Linked DNA regions of Capsicum annuum: regions 1 and 2 are each linked to region 3. A link is a contact called in public Hi-C data. All regions are on one chromosome and are shown on one strand. The core of a region is the stretch at or near the end of the contact, and the rest is flanking DNA. Distances in the headings are between cores, read along the strand shown.

The links. A called contact is a pair of places that touch in the nucleus more often than the background predicts.
Region 1: a contact with region 3 is called in a Hi-C map of leaf, with 2.6 times the contacts expected there. The contact joins the enhancer-like site here to the promoter of LOC107858501 in region 3. A contact is called at or near these places in 2 of 5 Hi-C or Micro-C datasets (leaf and placenta).
Region 2: a Hi-C map of bud shows a contact between it and region 3, with 4 times the contacts expected there. The contact joins the promoter of LOC107858504 here to the promoter of LOC107858501 in region 3. A contact is called at or near these places in 3 of 5 Hi-C or Micro-C datasets (bud, leaf and placenta).

Annotation. Positions count from the first base shown.
Region 1 is chr2:71,462,778-71,465,688 of UCD10Xv1.1, reverse strand. LOC107858500 (homeobox-leucine zipper protein ATHB-40) reads right to left here. Exons shown (of 4, transcript XM_047406341.1): 4 at 2,543-2,911. The coding sequence ends at 2,745. Among protein-coding and RNA genes, the nearest start is that of LOC107858500, 20 kb to the right of the region's middle. Within about 2 kb of position 1,413, at least 1 of the 5 cell types and tissues checked has an H3K27ac peak or open chromatin away from gene starts, as enhancers often do. A contact at or near this core is called in leaf, where this site is marked.
Region 2 is chr2:70,698,688-70,702,022 of UCD10Xv1.1, reverse strand. It overlaps LOC107858504 (splicing factor U2af large subunit B), which reads right to left and starts at 1,613. Exons shown (of 12, transcript XM_047406333.1): 1 at 1,385-1,613; 2 at 1-146. The coding sequence starts at 1,441.
Region 3 is chr2:71,053,007-71,055,963 of UCD10Xv1.1, reverse strand. LOC107858501 (G-box-binding factor 1) reads left to right here and starts at 1,558. Exons shown (of 12, transcript XM_016703178.2): 1 at 1,558-1,857.

The DNA of each region.
Region 1 (2,911 bases), core at 164-2,663, 410 kb before region 3:
TTCTATTTAAAGAAGTATATTTTTTTTATGATATTACCACATGAAGCAAAAGAACATCCATAATTATGCAACATAAACATGCTAAAACTTAAGAATAGTGTTGAAAAATAATAGTATTCACATACATTCATCTTGTGATAGTAGGAGGAATTTATTGATTCCTAACGTTAATTTGAAATTGTTGTCTCATATCCCATTGTTTTACTATTATAGATTTATCATTAGCTAATCATACATCGAAAAATCGAACCAAACCGACAAGTACCAAACTAATGATTATTTATTTTATTTGATTTTAGAATTTTAAAAACCGACTTAATTGATCGGTTTGGTTATGATTTTAATCAAGAATCGATCCAAACCAATAGGGCTGTGCAAAATTTAAACCGACCGATAAACCGAACCGATAAAGATGTTATTGGTTTATTGTTATTAGGTTATTGGGTTAACGGTTTTTTAATGGTTTTATTAAAAAATTATTGGGTTATTGGTTTGGTTCGATTTTTTCTTATTGGGTTATTGAATAAACCGATAATCCAATAAGAATATATATATATGACTTATTAGATATGTCTCTTAATTTCTCTTTAATATCTACAAATTAACAAACCTATTATTTCAATTATACAAACTCTTAATTTCTCCTAACAACATTTAATTCAAACTTGAAGATTCTTGTAAATTAAAACACATTATGTAGGATTTTTGTTTGCAACTAAGATTCGATTATTTTTCATGTTAGTTACTACTATTTCTATTTTATGAGATTTTCTTATCGGTTAAACCAAAAATCGAATCGTTAGGGATTAAAAATCGATAAAAAATATCTTATTGGTTTGGTTATTGGTTTAGCATATTTAAAAATCAAAAATCGATATACCAAACCAATAATATGTAAAACCGAACTGAACCGACCGATGCACACTCCTACAAACCAAACCATGAATAAGGCAATAAACCTCTTTCATAATTTGCTAGCGAGGCCTTTTCGTGTCTCAAGCTTTATGCTATGGTAGAAGTTGGTGCAACAAGCAATAGAATCATCCATCACACGTCATTTTACATAATTTACTTTGGACAAGAAGTTTGATGCAAATATATTATGTTATATTATGTATGATTAAGTATGTAGGATGAGAGGCGTGTGAACAGTAAAAAACTAATTGCCAAATTTAATTATCCTTTCTTTTAATATAAAGTTCGATTGATAAAGTATTTTCGATAAGTATAAAAGTATAAAAGAAGGAGACTCCTAGTCCTAAGAATAATAGCATAGGAATTGCCGGTGGAGATGTCAGAGTGGTTTAGCATGCTTACTCATGAGCTTTGTGATATATAGCCGAGGGCGGATCTGCGTGGAGCTCAGGGGTTCACCCAAACTCCCTTGATCGAAATATTACATTATATATACAAGGTCAAATTCTGATTTTATGAGTATATATATTAAATGAACTTCCTAAGAAATGTTGAAAAACTCAGATCAGTGGCTAAGGGCATCCATTTGTTGCCCCGCGTTGCGGTTTTAAATCTCATGCCTTGTAATCATTATAGCAAAGGCTGAAATGAGTTTGGGCTTGGATCTTTGTTCTTCGTCTTTTTCATTATTTTTCTCTTTTATGTCATTTCTTCTTTTTAATTTATTTTTGTTCAAATTCATTAGACACATTCTTTTCATTTTTGTCTTTTATTCTTTTATCTCTATTTTTTTTTTCTACCTAACTCTCTTTTCATGTACTAACTTGAAGAAACTCTTTAAAAATATGATGACTTGTTATTAAACTTGAAATTGAAATACAAAACAATCTCTTGAAATAAAGTAAATTAAATTTAATCGAATGAAGAAATTTTAATTTATAATCGTGAATGTCCTTTTATCAATATCAATTTAAACTTTTATTTTTTTTTATTTCTTGGTACTTATTTCCCATTTTTTTGCAATTCTATTTTAGTACATGAAAACTAAATTAAACTAACTAAACTTACTTGATTTATTCATCATTTGTCTTTTTTTTTCCATTTACTAACCTAAAAAACTGAACTAAAAAATTGGCAAGGCCATTTATTTATCTTTTAAATATTCATTATAACATTAGTAACGCAATCCTTACACACTTAAGAAGAATCTTCGCGATTGTCAAAATAATAAATGATTGAATGGATATTAATTCAAAATTTTAAAAAGTGCAAAATAAAAGAAGAAGAAAAAGCACAAGAGAATTTTAAGAAAGCTCGATGGGGCAATGTTAAACGCGTATGAGAAGGTAAGTTACATTTAGTGAATTGAGATTAATCATTTCCTTTTTCGTCTTGCACCATTTTTTAACTTATAAATTTCAGGTATTTGCTTCTTTTATACTTTGGACCCTCTCGAAAAAAAGCATCACTTGCTGTGCCACCTGGGTCATACAAAGATGACCTTGTGAATCGCATTCATACGTATTCAAAAAAAAAAAAAAAAAAAAATTTAGTAGACGATAAAGTTAAAAATTATTGCAACAAAGTTACATATATTCTATCTTAAAAATTATTGCAACACAGACACTTAACTAGTCAAAGGCCAAAGTTATATATATTCCATCTTGCTAGTTGCTAGCTAGTCAAACACTAATAATAATACACACTAGTAAATAAAAGAGAAAAGATTAATGTACACACACAAATATTACTAGTGATTGGGTCACTACCTACATATACATAGAGAGGGAACTTTTGGGGAGCTTAATTCTAAAAATTAGGGAAAATAATCACATATGATATGGCATGTATAGGTTGTTAACCCATTCCAAACCCTGAGCATACGTATTTGCTGGCCCATAATAAGTGTTTTCAGGCCCATAAAATGCATTATCCAACCCAAACTCCCCAAGAAAAGGAGGATCCATGGCTGCTTCCATTGATAGTGATGAAGTTG
Region 2 (3,335 bases), core at 364-2,863, 350 kb after region 3:
TCTCTTTCCCTACCCCGGTACCGGTCTCTGTTTCCATCCCTGTCCCGGTCCCGGTCACGGTCACGGTCACGGTCACGCCCTTTCACCCTGTCCTTTTCCCTGCTTCTTGATGAGTCCCTATCTTTTTCGTACTCACGAGAACTATGCTGGAAGGGTACACAAATTAAAAAGATAAGCAATTGAAGGAAACTAGACGACATATATGAATATAAAACTAAGGATGGAAAAGGAAATACATGTATGTGTGTGTGTGTGTGTGTGTGTGTTGAGATAGACGTAAAAGGAATTATATTGAGGTGAAATCATACTAGTTAAAATTGAACTGTTTTCACATAAACTGCATACGCAGTTAGAAACCTCCACTCTGCTAGTACATTTATGGTTCTTACACGGAAATCATTTCTGTATAATCCAGAATTATACTCAGGGTCGCCCTAAGATAATTTACATATCTTTTTTGAGTAGATAACTGAACTTTTTAGTTTTCGAAATGAAAATATAAAAAAATGTATTTTTATACAAAATCCTTATTTTGTCCTTTATTGTATTATCCTAAATTTTGCAATTAAAAAGGTTTCCGTGGGCGACTATTTACTCTTTCAATTAAAAATGGATAATTTTTCCAATCAAAATACTTACTATCGAGATTACTTTCTATATATAGAGTATTGCCGTTACGTAGATAATTATTGATATGAAGATTGTCGGGCATATCAAAAAGGTTGTGTTGGGTGAATTACAAGAATTTTTGAAGTTCTTATTTACTTGAAAGGGTAATCTAGAAAATGAGTCACTTTTATTTTCATAATTAATCGATTTATATGGATTTATATGATAAAAATCATATCTACAACATTTTTTAAGATTATCGTTTGGGTTTGATAATGAATAGAGTTGAGAATCATTTTCATTTTTTGGTATTTTTCCATATGAATTCAATTTGTTTAAGATTCTATTTTTATTTTGAGCTACACAACTTTGATTAACCATAGTTGGCCATTTTTTTGGCATTAGTCTAGACCATCTAATCTGAGATAAAATCATATTGATAAACAATCTCTTCCCCCCTCCCCCTTTTTGGATAAACAAGTTGCCTTGACTAACCTACCAGCAACCTGCTATGAGAAAATAAGCTTGCGTCCACTAATCTACAATAAAACTAGCCTTTGATTATGTTGTTCTCTAGAAAAGTTGAGGCATTAGTGAGTGTTTGTAGTGGAGATTCAAGCCTGTGATATCTCCAGGGTTTTGCCCACACCTCATCAAGCACTTAGTCATGGAATCTACAGGTTACATAGCTCGATTGATTCATTCAGAAAAAGAAGGCGAAAGCCGACATTCTAGGTATTCAAAAAAGAGAGAGACAGAGAGAGAATTGTAGTACCTTGTAATAATCGGTGTAATTGTTTATGTCTTCTCCGTTGCTTTCATACTCCGCCATGGCTACCGTATGTGATCCTCACTCAAAGATAGCTTTCTGTGATCTTGTTAGCACAAATTGTACTTTGTTTGAGAGTTCAGAGTTCACAACAGAAATATTAGGGCTCCACATTGGTTCCACCCATCTTCTCAATGGGCAAACAGTTGGTTGAAATAAAAAAAAAAAACAAAGGCATACAATTGTGTATTTGGAGAAATGTACTTTTTATTTGTGTAAAATGTAAAATTTTATAATTTTAATTTTAAATTGGATTCTAAGATTTTAGTTAAACATATTATTTGGTGTTCCACTTTTCTTTTCTTTTCTATATAATAGACGCACTGGCTTCGACATGTCTACTTCACCAGTTGCTTCATAATTTTAGTATATCATTCTTAATTAATTATTATAAATTATTTATATATTAAAAAATTAATAATATTTAATTAAAAAAAGAAATAGATATTCATGCCGTTTGTTTCAATTGCTTTAGCCGTGCGTAAAAATCGATTGAAAAAATTACAATGAAACAACAAAAATGATCTGCATAAAAAATCTGCATAGCTTTAATTCTAAAAAGAAAAACTCACAACTCAACAAGATCTAAGCTCTACGATTTAGAGCGATCATGAAATCAAGCCAACTCATATAAATATTGTAAATCTTCACCACTTTTATAAATTAATTTTACACACAACATTATAGTATAATTATCTCAATCTACAGTAGGATAGGCAACGGACCGAAACCGGTATTGTTGGACCAGTTTGACCGGATCCGGAATCGATATCGGAGCTTCCTTTTCGTTTTACGTCGTCGGAACCGGTGTTACCGGAACCGAAATATCAAAATTTTTTCCTTGTTCGGACCGGTCCGCTGACTACCGGTATGGAATCGAATCGGATCGGAGCGACACCGGAATATAATGTACTGCTACAGTGTTTGTTTTAAGTTTTAAATTTTAATTTAAATTATATATATTACTTAATGGCATTAATATATAAGTTTAACTTAACGGCATTAATATGTAAGTTTTATATATAGATTAACTTATATAATTTATATAATTTATTAACTTTTTTTAATAAGTTTAAGTTTTAATATATCTTAAAAAATTTAAAATTTTAACTTAAAAAAATATATGTTAAGTTTAAGTTAATATAATATTTTTAATAAGTTTAAGAAGTTAAAAAATTTTCTAACTTTATAAAGTTTTGTATTAATTTTTTTTTTTCATAATTGCAACAAACAAAAGACAAATTTTAAAATAAAATTAGGCGAATAGCCGTTATATTTATTTAAATTTCATACGTTGTACATTTATTACAAAGATATTAAATGAAAATCCAATCTACGCAGCCACCTTCTAGGAAGGATTCTGTTTGAATTAGATCTCTATTGTAAAATCGTATTAATATCTAAATTATCTATAATATTTTTGGCGTAACTTTTCTATTTCTTCGGCGGATAAATCTTCCGGAATTGGTCTTTTTCCTTGTTCTTCCATTGCTTCCATTCCGTCATCACTATTTTCCTCTAAAATTTCATCTATTTCGTCTTCAATATGGGGCGGTAATTTGGGAAGCCCAAAATTTCTTCGTTCGGCATTGATCCAATCTCTAAATAATACTGAACTCTTCAAACTATCCTTTGCTAACGAATATTGATGATCCCCTATTATAAACCTGCGCTGAAAGCTTGCTCCGAAGCAACTGAAGAAGATTGAGTTGATAGCAAATCTCGAACCATCCTTGAAAGTTTTGGAAATTGCCTAATACGGGTCTTCCACCATGATAAAAATTGTTGTTTTTCATTTTCATCTCTAATACTTTTCCGATCCTGCGAAAGATACGAATCAAAATCATTACTCCTACAACATTGAAGACCAAGTTCTTCGCTCATCTCGTTATCTAAA
Region 3 (2,957 bases), core at 309-2,808:
GAGGAATCGATATCTCGTCGGGTTTGTTAGTGATGGGTGGTGATGAAGACGAAAAATTCGATAATGATAATGGTGGTGGATTGCAAAGAAGAAGAAGACATTGAAGTAGTGTGATGTTGGATTTGTTGTTGGTGGTGAAGAGAAAAGAATAAGTGGTAATGATGATGGTCGGCTGAAAGCGTATATGTGGAGAAGGTGGGGTGGTTTATTGATGATGATGAAGATGAAAATCTTAAATAGATAATTCAGCTTGTCTCCTTACAAGTTTACTTTTTACTTGAATAATTGTATGGAATGGTTGTTCAGCACTTCTTTCCTTTTCTCCTTTTGGTTGGATTTTTATGATTCCTGTTTTTCCGTACTTACGATGAAGAACGAGTCCGCTTATTTGCTATCGGTGACCTTGTCCTAGAAGTTGTTGCTCGATTACACTTATGAAAAACCCCTCTAGGTGTCGAAACTTTGAGAGCTGAACAGTGGTGGCCATGGACTGGTTGGTCGTTTTTTTGACCGCTTGCTTACTTTTGGTCATTTATGTCATTGGGCACATAAACAATATTTATAGACCATGGGAAGATTGAACAAAACAATCATTTTAGACCTTAAAGAGCTAATTCAACCTAGTAGCAACTGAGAGATGAAATATAGAGAGAATAAAAGTCGTTCCCAGAGGGTGGGGTGGTTTATTGATGAAGAGGATATAATTATTGGAGGATTAATGATTAATTAGGAATTAATTAATGTAAAATATAACTAATAAAAGAAAAAGAAGAAAAGAATGAAAAAAATAAAATTTATCAGATTTCTAACATGGTTGATGTGGTGCTGAAGTGGTGGGCGAGTGTAAAGCACCTTCCACTATGTGACTGGTTGATATGCGTCGGGGTGGAATTAAATTCACTTTTCGATAGTATAGGTGTTTATTAGGTTACTTCAATAGTTTAAGTGTATCTTCGACTTTTCGACTATAGTTTAAGGTGGTTTTGATGACTTTTCCCTTTAAACGGAAGTATATCAATTAACAACTCTAAATCGAATTGAGGGTGAATCAGGATCCTTGCCTTCAAAAATTATTATTTGATCACAAAAAATTTAAATATAACTTTAAATTATATTTAATTTTTAAAAATAGCTAAATTTTTATTTTTATTTCTTTTATATTTACTTTTTAATTAATTTTTTCTTAAAAAAAATCTTAAATTTTTTATTTTCACAAAATAATTTATTTAAATTATATTTCATGTTAAAATATTATTTTATTTATTTTTTAAAAAATATATATTAATTCTAAATATTTACTGCAAAAATCATGACAATATTTCAATTTTAAAAAATTCAAATAAAACAAAATATTTTTTGATACCTACTTGTTTTCTTCATACCTCACTTATGAAATTATATCAAATTTAAGAATAAAATATATATAAAATAATAAATTACTTTTTAACTTTTTAAACTAGATAAATAAAATAAATATTTAAGTGGAGGAACAAATCAAAATAAAAAAAAAATAAAATTATTTGACAACAAAGAAAAAAGAGAGTTTAAACACATATTGTTGGCGCCGTCAAAGAAAGTCAAGTGTTTGGAGAAAGAATTGCGTGTTGTTATGGATAATAAGCTTAGGATTAGTGTAAGAATTAGGACTAAGTTAATCCTCAAAGCCTCCTAACCAACCATTAAATTTCGTAAAGAAAGAAATATAGGGAACGTTGTCTTTTTTTTTTTTTTTCCAACCAACATTTAACGACAACCAAAGAAAAGAACAAAGAGGAGAAAAAAGAAAAAAAATAGGATTGTGTATCCGAGTTGGACTCTCGTTGTTCCACCTCACACACAAGACACCCCCCCTTCCAGGTTACTCCTCTCTTTTCTTTTGCTTCCTTATTTCTAGTTAATTTTGAGTTTACCACAAAAACATAATAAACAGCTGAATTATATATTATGGTTTTGTTTATGCTGTATTATTACCATATGTTGTAATTGTATCCTGAAATTTTCAGTATTGAGTTCTCTTTTAAGTTTAGCCGTTTTGTTTGAAGTATGTCCACGTGGTTAAGCTTCTAAGATCGGTTTGAATATTGTAGAATAAATTTGACAGGGCCCAGAAGTTTCTTTGTAGTTGTTGTTGGGAATTTAGTAACTCAATCGACAAGAGGAAACAATTCTCATAGAGAATTTTACTAGCGGAATAATTGCAAATGGTGGAAACCGTTTCTTGCCTGAAATTCAGATTAGTATGTGTAATTGAACTAGGTGGGGGCTTAAGGGAATTAACTTTTCATAACTTCTGTTAGAAAAATATAAAGATAAATGTGTAGCATTTGTTAGACAGCAGGGTGTGTATGCACCAGCTGAGGTACTGGTAGTGGTATGGACTGTGTACACTTTACTCTCCTCGGACTCCACTTTATAGGAATATTTTGAGTATGTTGTTGTTGTTGGTGGTGGTGGTGGTGGTGGTGGTGGTGTGCATGCATCAGTTTTTAACGAGGGATATATTGCTCTAAATCACAAAGTTGAGGGGTATATTTCCCGTTTTCCCTTTTTCCTTTAATATATAGAAACTTGACATGTATGTTTACTTGTCACATGAGAGAGTAATCATTCAATTATAATTGTGCTTTTAAGGAAGAACACATAATTATGTTTGGGATTTATAGTATGTATATAGTATGTATACTGTCAGTGTTTCACACTGCTAGTGTATTTTAACCTAATATAACATAACATCATGATATTAACATGTCTTATATTTCAAGTTATTTATGGTGTTTACCAATTGTCATCGTTTAGGTAACCTAATAGTTATTTTACAGTGTCAGTATAAATAGAAGTTAAACTTAAGTTGCTCGAACTCGACTGCGGGTGTTCGGTATGGGTGCTGGTCTAGAAGTCAGATCTCCTGGAAGGAGATAAAAGGAAAACGAGTGATAGAAATTTCTAAAACGAGTGAT